2 separate regions of the Sus scrofa genome follow, and region 1 is linked to region 2. The links are chromatin contacts, called in public HiChIP or PLAC-seq maps. All regions are on one chromosome and are shown on one strand. Each heading gives the region's core, a stretch centred on a gene start, on an enhancer-like site or on the middle of the called end of the contact. The rest is flanking DNA. Distances are from core to core; before and after follow the strand shown. Region 1 holds the start of ASB8 (ankyrin repeat and SOCS box protein 8). Region 2 holds the start of SENP1 (sentrin-specific protease 1).

Region 1 (4,909 bases), core at 2,317-4,816, 58 kb after region 2:
GTACAATATGTGTAGAAGACTTTGAGTTGCTGGATCCCAAATGCAATATATACAAAGATTTTACCAAGACCATGAGACTAGGGTTATCTAGAACATATTTCCTGAATAAAAGTATATGCACAAAGTGAAAGGCAGAAAGGAAGAGAAGCAAAACATAGGAAAATAAAACTTAATGGTCAAGTTAATACATTTTAGAAGACTGTTAAAACTCCTTGTGATCTTGTGCTGAGTCAGAGCTGCGAATCTGTAAACCATTTAGGATTCCCCAGGAACTTTCCCACTTTACCTCCCCAAGTACTCCTGCGTCAATACAGCACACTCACCCCTCTGATGAGGTCCTCTACATTGTCATGTGGGAAGGAGCGAATGGCAGCGATTGTTCGGATTAAGCGCTCTGAGAGAGAGTATTTGCTCTGAATGCTCTGCATAATATACCACATACTGGAACTCATCAAGGCTCAAAGTATGTTCACATGCTCCAAACTGCCTGAAACAAAGATGTTTTAGGCAAATGTAGTATCACTGAGCATACCTGTCCTGAGGGTTGGGAGTTCTCTGAGGCCTTCCCATGACTAAAACCAGATTTCAAAGTGATCGATAATTCATTAATATCATTCTTTCTTAATTATAGGAAATAGATTATAATAGTTGCTAAGGCATCTGAATAAACCTGAATGCAAATGTTCTGACCCTTAGAATCTCAGTTCTACTCTCTGACCTAGTCTAGCACAAGATTTCCCTAAGAGGCTCCAAGATCCCCACGGAAAAAGATTACGCAAGGAAGAGGATTTTTTTTTTTTTTAAGCTAAAGATGCCACAAAACATTCTTTTTCTCCTCTGAATTATGTGGTCTTTATCATCAGTCCTCCTTTAGGTTATCTGTTATATTTGGCCTTGCAATATAGTTACGTTCACATTGTTTTTCCACCTAAGTTGTAATCAATTGGAAGGCAAGGTCTTCGTCTTCCATTTCTCTCTCTCTCTCTCTCTTTTTTTTTTTGGCCATGCCCTTGGCTTGTGGAAATTCCCAGGCCAGGGATCAAACCTGCGCCACAGTAGCAAGACAATGTCAGATCCTTAACCTACTGCGCAACAAGAGAACTCCCTGTCTTCCACTTTTTTGCCCAGTCATAAAGTCTCACAAAAAGTAGATATTTTATAAATACTAATTGATTGACTAAAGGGTATGGAAGTGATTGGTTACCTATGAGAAGAGAGGGAAAAGGCTATGGAGCAAATAGATCTATGTTAATAATGACAAAGTATCTGTGAAATAGTTTAAAGTGTCTTCAGCAAAGAAAAAAAATGTAAGTTTTTGAGGTAATATTCTACAACGAGGAAAGAACGCCAAAGTATAATTACTCTGGGGTCATCTATATAAGATTAGAAAAAAAAATTCCAAAGTTGACATCAGTGACATATGCTTGCAACTGCAGGAAAACAAACAGATTTAAGAGTGCAAAATGAGTTTAACGTTTTAATAATTGGCCATTTGTGACAACTGAGAAAAAAATTTGGGCAAATATACGTTGAAACTACAACACAACAGAAAGTTCTGTGATGGAAGAAGAAAATGAAGTATACCTAAATTGAACTATGATAACACTTTTGGCTGTATAAGAGCTGTATACCAGTTGGGGAAAATTTTAAATTACAGCAAAGAAGGTGGAGAATTTCTCTGAAAAAGTATATATCAAAAACTAGAGAAAATATGGTATGCCATATCAGCTCTCTAGGCATAACGGTTTAGGAATCCACGTTCTTATCAAACTATAAGCTCCTTGGGGATAAATACAGTGTTATTTTTAATAGTTCCTGGCACATGGCATGTTATCAATAAACGTTTGTTAAACCAATGTAAAGCTTATTACTTAGGATCCTAAAAAAATTCAAGACTTGCAGTAATTAAATATGTTACACACAGGATGATTACTAAGAGGGAAATCCTAAAATTATTTTGGTAATTTCATACAAGGTAAGTTTTGTTTTTTGTGATGGACTATTCCCTTACACATTATGTAATACGCTATAAATTCTAACCTTTTTTTCTAATCAGTAGCCATTTATCTGTTTAAAATACATACAGTACTAATTAATAGAATGCAAGTTAAAAATATTCAATTCACAGGTATCAATGATTCAAATTGGGTATTATTCTCCCTTAGTTTACTATGAATGAATAAGCTTACACACTTGTTTATAGGCCTCTCTGAAATTTTCTAGGTAGTTTTAGAGTTGGCATACTTTTTAATCTCTCCAACAGCCATGAAACTCCTCAGAGACAAGAGTCTATATCTATACTTTGCTGCAAAGAAAAAGGGAAAAAAGGCATAGATGCATTTGAGTCAGCGATTCCAAGAACAGGGGCAGAAAACAGAGCACCCAGGGTTGAAGGCTTAGACTGAAGTGGCTCTGTTAACTCTTTCTGGGGTATGATAATCTGAAGAAACTTGACCCTGCAATCATCTTCGAAGCGCTCTTGGACTCCAGGCTAAGAACTCCTGAGAATGTGACTAGTGGTCCTCTGCTGCTGCCTCGAAGCTCCTACTAAAGAGGAAAACTTCGGGGCACTTTTACAACACTGACAGGAAGGGTCAAGGAATTCTAAACTCGACCTTTCTCGGGACAGCAGCCCCTGCACGTGACCCCAAGCGGCCCCTTCCCTCGCTGCAGCTGAAAGTCCTTTCTCTCCCATTTTCTTTCACTTCGTATTCAGAGAAAACGCCAAGGTAGGAGAAAGGCGACATTCTACAGCTCTGGTGCTAGAGACCCGGCTTCCGCCCACCTGGGTGGGGGACCCGCGGCCCAGCCAGGGGCGCCCTCACCCCACTGCACCTGCTAGGAGAGGGCCCGCAGCAGCTAGGTCTTGCCGAGTCTAGGGAGTAGAGGGCGACTGCACAAAATGCGATGGGTGTGTGGTGTCACTTTCCGCACGAACTCAGCAGAGACCGCGGCAATCACAGCAGGTCTCCTGGGGCAGGTACTGAAACAGGGTCGCGTAATCTCCACCAGGAGAGCCCCAGAAGCGGACCAACCCCCGCCCTGATCTCCCCAAGGCCCGGAACGAGGTCCCTCTAGGGCTGGCGGACCCTGAGCGGAAAGTGGAGGAAGCGTTACTGAGCGTGGTGCCCCGGGCTAGGGAACCTGGCTGCAGACGCGGCCGCAGCGGAGAGACACTCACCGAACCTCGGGGCTGACCTGGGTGGTGAAAGCCGCTGTCAAGGCGTGACCCGGAAGCAGAAGTTGTCTCCGGCGGGCCGCTCTGTTTACAGGATGTGAGGAGTGACTAGAATGAGCGCCTGCGCACCCACCAGTGTCCGAACGCGGAACGCGCCTGCGTAGACTTGTGACACTGCCTCCGTCCTACCCAGGCTTAGTTAACCGGTTTACTTTCAAGCTTCACCAAAGATTTTGCTTGCAAACTCAATGCGGCGCCCTCGCCGCAACCCCGGGGCTCCGGTCCGCCGCGATAGTGTGCAAAGAGGCAAAGAGCTCACCGCTCCCGTGCTGTTGGACCTGCACTGCGGGGCTACGCCAGCTGGACCAGGTCTGCAACGAGTTCATCCGAGCCCTCTGCTGCTTCCCACTGGCATTTTATATCGGACCTGAGCACTCAATTCCCAGATTATTCCCAAACTCCCTACGCTGATTGGGTTGGTGAGAAGATTCAACCGTTAGTAAGAAGTGTCGGGAGTTCCCCCTCGTGGCTCAGTGGTTAAGGAATCCGACTGGGAACCATGAGATTGGGGTTTCGATCCCTGGCCTCGCTCAGTGGGGTACAGCGTGGCCGTGACCTGTAGTGTAGGTTGCAGACGCAGCTCGGTTCCCCCGTTGCTGTAGCTGTGGCGTAGGCCTGCGACTCTAGCTCCGATTCTACCCCTAGTCTGGGAACCTCCATATGCCGCGGGTGCGGCCCTAGAAAAAGACAAAAACAAAACAAAACTGTCTTTGGCAAATAAAAGACTTTCCGCATTTTTTTTTTTTTTCCATAACATTGGCACGCATCTGTGCTCTTCGGAACGCTTCTGGATATTGTCCACCCTCCCTCAAAGGACACTATACCAAAGATAAACAGCCACTCAAGAGGGATACTAGCCCAAATGTTGAGGACTGAATAAGATATACATGCTGACATTAACCTTTCCCACCCAGAGAGATGCTGACACCTCTGAGTGATGAATTTTCCATGCAAAGCACAGAGTTCGGAGCCAGCAGCATGTAGTGGTGCACGCAAAGAGTGAATCAGCCCACAGAGGCTGACTGTTAAGTACCATGATCTACCTCATACCTGTTTAACCAAAAGTATTACAGCACCCACTCCCTAAAGCTTGCTCTAAGCAACAAAGTCTAACCAGTTTGAGAGTAAAGCAGGGCTCTGGTACGTATATCAGTGAGGAAACGTTGTAAGTTAAATGGTGTAACTGGGTAAATTCCGTGAGCCTCCTCTGAGTTTCAAACTCAAGGAGTTGTTCCATGCAGGAATGTGTCTCCCACCTCCCACCACTTTGCTATCGAGAGACTGTTCAGTTTTTCAAAAGAAGCTAAAGTCCAGATTTTTAAAAAAGCCATTTCTCCCAAATAGCAAATGTCGGCAACATTGGTTTTCAAGAATCATTTTTAAAAGCAGGCAAGCCACCAATTCTAGGCTCTGGATTAAAGGAAGCTTTGGTCATTGGCAGCTCTGGAATTGTGACTTTGGGCAGCCCTCTGATTGGGAAGGTGTCTGGGGAGTTGATTTGAATTTGTAGTTACCTATTAACTACATTGTTTTAAATTCATATGTTTACTTCAGAAAGTTTGAAGGAATCTAAGGTATTTGATCAAATTTAGTGAATGGAAACAGCTTGACTCTGTGCCTGTTGCTTATAAAGCAGAAATTAGCATTAAACATCTCAACAAAGGGGCAAGA
Region 2 (5,192 bases), core at 859-3,358:
CACTGTGGCTCAGCAGTAATGAACCCTACTAGTATCCATGAGGAGTCGGGTTTGATCCCTGGCCTCGCTCAGTGGGTTAAAGGATCGGGCACTGCCATGAGCTGTGGTGTAGGTTGCAGACTCAGCTCCTACCCCACATTGCTGTGGCATAGGCCAGCAACTGCAGCTCCAATTCGACCCCTAGCCTGGGAACTTCCATATGCCAAGGGTGCAGACCTAAAAAGACAAAAAATAAATAAAATAAAATTTAAAAAATAAAAATGAATGTTTGGAGCTATGATGAAATTACCGAAAGTATATACTGAGGAGAGGGTGCTGTAAAATTAGCTTTACAGAACAATTTATATGAGAAAGTTGTAGAAGGAATCATATGAATCATCCTACTATGAACTCTGGAACATTATGTCTATGAAACAGTTTGTACTATATAATTACGTATTTTTTCCCACCTTTTTACATGAAATCTCTCCAGACTCTAACACCTTAAACAGAAAGGACTCGCTTTTCCTCATATACAAACATTTACTGTGCACCAGTAATATAGGGTCCTGCGGCTGCGAAGCTGAATAAGAACTGGTCCCTGCGGCCGAGAATCTCACTGGCCCCTGGAGGAAACCAGATCCATCAACAGACACTTACACCAAGACAATAAAGCCGGTGCAATTGGTAGGAGATGTAGGAGTCGGGTAAAGAAAAGGAAAAACTCCCAAAGCTGTAGTTGAGTTACATCACCTTAGCTTGAGGTAGAAGAACCTGTTTTTTTTAATTCATTTGCTTCCTCTAGATTTGTCATCAGATGACTGATATGGACACCATCTTTACCTTTGGTATAATTAATGGGGATTAGGTAAAAGTGAATGAGGCTTCTCAAGATAAAAACAAATGAGGCTTTCAAAATGGGACTAGATCAAGAAAAGGGAGTCTCTAAATTGGAAGATTAGGGGATCACGCTTAAAGAAATGCTCTAGGTTTCACCGTAACTGTAATTTCAAACTCTGTAATCTATCTTTCAACATGAGTCCTTAGAAATTATCTCTATAAAAAATAAAGACTGAGGAGATAATGCGACCTACTCCAACCAAAACACATAACTGGAACACCCTAAGTCAATGGTTGGTAGCCAATCAAAGGCTTATAAAATTTTTATAAAAAATTTTGCAAGAATCACCACCACCCAAATAAGCGTACCAACTGTGAAGTGAAATGACTTTAACAAGGCTGACGTGAAAGTGATAAAGGAGCAAGTTAGTGCTAACAAGATAGTGGAAATACTGCAGAGGCACCGATAAACAGAAATCACCAAGCTCAAGAGAAACTGGGCACGTAGCCAGAGAGATCAGGTTAGGGTACACCAAGAAAGAGACGGTTCAAGGGAATTACCAGGAGGCGATGAGCCAGGTAAGCAAACAGTGGCAGTTAAGGGGATTTTCATAACCTGGGCAGGAGGGTCCCGACGTTTCTTTCTGTTGGTGGCACTAGCGATATCACATCTCAGGGAGATACCACAGAGTAAAAGAGTTGGAGAAATGTTTACGTGAGACGCAGAAGTAGCGGAGAAATACCATTCAGGTCTCAAGGAAGGCGGGAGGTGAAGCAAGTATAAGAGAAAGGCTGAGCTTCCGGGTGAAAACAGCTTCCCCCGAGAGAAGCCCTTGCTCTGGCGGGAAAGCCCCGAAATCCCAACCTGCCTGTTCCTCACAACGAGGGCTGGGCGTTGAGATGGAACCGGCCGTAACCGCAAGGAAACCGCCTCTCCTCGACGCGGGAGGAGAAGCCTGAAGGAACGGCCTTGGGAAACCTAACTAACGGCCACCAGCCAGATCGCAGCCGGCGGACGGCAGGGGGGAGGGGAGGTGGTCCCAGGGGGCGGGGCAGAGGAAAAAGCACCGTCCCCACAGCCGTCCCCGCTTCCGCCCAGCCAAGCCCAGGTTGCCGGGCCCGGGCCCACACTGCCTCCCAGCCCAGGATCCCTCCATCCTCACCCCTCCCCCAGCTTCCCGCCGCCACTCACCGAACCGGAACCGGCTGCTATACGAAGGGGTTTCCGGCCGGGCGCGGAACGCAAAACCCGGGAACCGCCGCGAACCGGAACCGCCTCCTCAACACCGGAAGGGCTGCTCGGTGGCCTGCGGGGGAGGGGTGGGGGCGGGAGGTCAAAGAGCAGAGTTGAGGACCTACGAAACGCCTGCGCAGTGTGGTAAGGCCTGATAAGTCAAGGGAGCATCTAAGGCTGTAGTTATAATTTCCCCGTTTCCCTTTCATCTTGAGCTTTTTCTCGTTCTTGGAATACTGTTAGTGTGCCCTTCGTCCTACGCTTTTCTCTGTTCCCTCGGCCCCCTCACCCGTTGCTTTCTGGTTCCGCCTGGCGGTTTTTTGCTTAGGCTCTGGTTTCCATGGCAGCTCGTTGCTTTGACCCTCGATCTGCGGCAACCTGTGGCCACCTTGACAGATGTAAACCTGAGGAGCTAAATATAGCTGAGGCTATGTCATGTTTTATTGAGAATCACAAAACATTACTGCTTGCAGAGGTTATTGGAGATGATTTAGTCTAAGAGTTTCAGAGAAATGGAACCATTGGCAAGGCTATAAAGCACATGGCAGATTTGAGACTAGGAAACAAGAGTTTTTTAACTTGCACTTCTATATTCTCCTTTGCACCACATCAAGCTTGATTGGCCATTGGGGAAAAGAAAAAACAAAAAACAAACAAAAAAAAGCACAAAAAAACCTGCTTGGAATTGGCTTAGGTTAGATGCTGGAAACGTGTAGAAACTTCCAGAACTTTGGAGCAGTTTGAAATGCCCCTCCAGGAGGTGTGAGGAAAGCTCTCAGGGAAACAACCCAGGATTCTGCTCTCTGAAGAATTAAATGGCCAGTGCTGCTGTTGCTGGACTGAATCAATTAACTTAATCTGTGCTGTAATTTTTAAGAGAAAATAATGAGAAGAAATATGTATGTTCATTCAGACTTGTTACCAAGCCCATCAGCTTGGTGGGCCTTGGAACCCAGGCCATGTCTAGAAGCCTTAGAGAAATGCTTCTGAGTAAGCTCTCTAGACTCAGGTGACAGTCCTGGTCTGTGACCTCAGACTGGAAGAAGGGAAGCCTCTGGAGGCCCCCAGCCTTTTAGCTACTCTCAGCCGCTGGGGGTGGGGTGGGGAGGTGCTTGCTGACTTTAGGATATCTTGTCCTGTCAAATATATAAAAGTAGATTATATGTATCAGTTCATATGCTGACATTTTATAGTGTCAAGTCCTAAGGCCTATTAGTCTTAAATGTACCTGGTCCATGTCACTTTTGTCCATTTTAATCATTGCACAGATCTGTTGATTTGCATTAAACTTTGTCTCTATTTCTAGGAGGCATGCATAAAGAGGAAGTCCATCTGAAATTTTTCATGTGTGTGATTCAGTCTCGCCAGTTAGTCAGGACTCCTCAGAGAACAGGTACCATTGTCTCCTGATCATATTCCAGTGACAGAATGGGTTCACTTGCAGGGACTCTCAGTACAGGAGATGACACTTAACTGGTGTAGAGGCGGGCTTTAGCAGTCAACTGACCTTGGGTATTCCATCCCCACTATGATAAAACATTTATGATGGTCTTTTCCTTGTATAAGTATCAGGTGATATTTTGGCATGATATGTGGGGATAGGCCCAAGCAGATAGGGAGGACTCGGGAGTTGAGGGAGAACAAGATTTATAGTATTGAGCTTGTACTTGATTTCTCTGTCCTTTGTGAATTATTTCAACCTTTCCAGGTTCATTTGTGAGAGCCCTTGTTGCCACTTTAATTGATACTCCAAAACCTATAAGATAAATAGTGTCCCAAAGAAAAATGGCTTTCTCTTCCACCTCAGTCTCAAAGTTCCTAGTTATGTGTTCTGCTTTTACCCCAATTATGTCAAAGGATTAGAACCTTTTTGAGGTAAGATAGTTGTTGATAAGAGTCAGTACTTCTCTAATTTTTCCCTGGATTTATTGGGGGTGGGGGAAAAACATCCCTAGACAACTAGCTGAGAGTCATAGAGAAAGTGAAAGAGATTAAGGAGCACTCCCCTCCCTGAATCCCACCTTGAGGGTGACCTAGATATAGTGCTTCTCATCTGGGGAAGCTTCAACTTCCAGCCTGCTCATTCAAAAGTCACCCAAGACAGACACCTTGAAGAGTCTAGATACTATGGATGATCCACACACTGTGGAAGGCATACATGTTTTTGAAAATGGTGAGGCATGTAGCTAAACAAGGGGGAGGAATGTGGAAAGGAGTATTGGAAAGTGAAAAATGTATGCACAGCATTATAAAGTAGGATAGATCTACCAGATTTGAAATAAGAGTTAAGACAAGAGGGAGAAAATGTCTGTGTGCTGGGGGCGGGGTGCTGAACATCTGCAAAACTATGTAAAGAAGGACTTCCCTCTGTGAAGAATAGCTTGGTCAGGGCTAAGTCTGTTGGCACCCTCATAACTGTAAGCTGCTAATCTGGTTTATCCTATTATTGGCTACCTTGATATGTAAAACTGTGAAACTTAAAAATGGATTAAATTAAGGGGAGTTTCTGTTGTGGCTCAGTGGGTTAAGAACCCAACACAGTGTCGTGAGGATGCAGGTTTGATCCCTGGCCTCACTCGGTGGGTTAATAATCCAGTGATGCCACAAGCCTTGGTGTAGGCTGGCAGCTGCAGCTCTGATTCAACCCCTGGCCCTGGAACTTCCATATGCTATGGGCGTGGCTGTAAAAAGAAAAAAAAAAAAAAAACAGGATCAAATTAAGGAGTTACTATATTACAAAGTGATTCCAGATACTGTAAAAAAAAAATTTCACCTTCAGAATCCATTAAATAACAAATTTCTCTTATATACTTTGTAGTGTCCAACTCTTATGCAGTTTGTATGAAACTTCAGGAATTTATCTCTGTGTTTCTTCTCAACTTAATATATCTGTATTGGAGTCAGAAGTTCCTCTTATGGCACAGTGGAAACGAATCTGACTAGGAACCATGAAGTTGCCGGTTCAATCCCTGGCCTCTCCCAGTGGGTTAGGGATCTGGCATTGCTGCGAGCTGTAGTATAGGTCGCAGACATGGCTCAGATCTGGTTGTTGTTTCTGTGGTGTAGGCTGGCAGCTGTAGCTCTGATTAGACCCCTACCCTGGGACTCTCCATATGCTGCAGGAATGGCCTTAAAAAAG

Evidence for each region. HiChIP or PLAC-seq counts read pairs in DNA pulled down with a chosen protein or histone mark.
Region 1: a contact with region 2 is called in an H3K27ac HiChIP or PLAC-seq map of skeletal muscle. The contact joins the promoter of ASB8 here to the promoter of SENP1 in region 2. A contact is called at or near these places in 1 of 5 promoter capture datasets (liver), 23 of 47 Hi-C or Micro-C datasets (alveolar macrophages, blood, embryonic fibroblasts and 10 more) and 2 of 2 datasets of contacts at active chromatin or transcription factors (alveolar macrophages and skeletal muscle).

What each region holds. Positions count from the first base shown.
Region 1 is chr5:78,531,244-78,536,152 of Sscrofa11.1, forward strand. It overlaps ASB8 (ankyrin repeat and SOCS box protein 8), which reads right to left and starts at 3,567. Exons shown (of 4, transcript XM_021092616.1): 1 at 3,182-3,567; 2 at 324-483. The coding sequence starts at 452. It also overlaps the pseudogene LOC100621110.
Region 2 is chr5:78,474,207-78,479,398 of Sscrofa11.1, forward strand. It overlaps SENP1 (sentrin-specific protease 1), which reads right to left and starts at 2,109. Exons shown (of 18, transcript XM_021092613.1): 1 at 2,012-2,109. It also overlaps a transcript of PFKM not described here.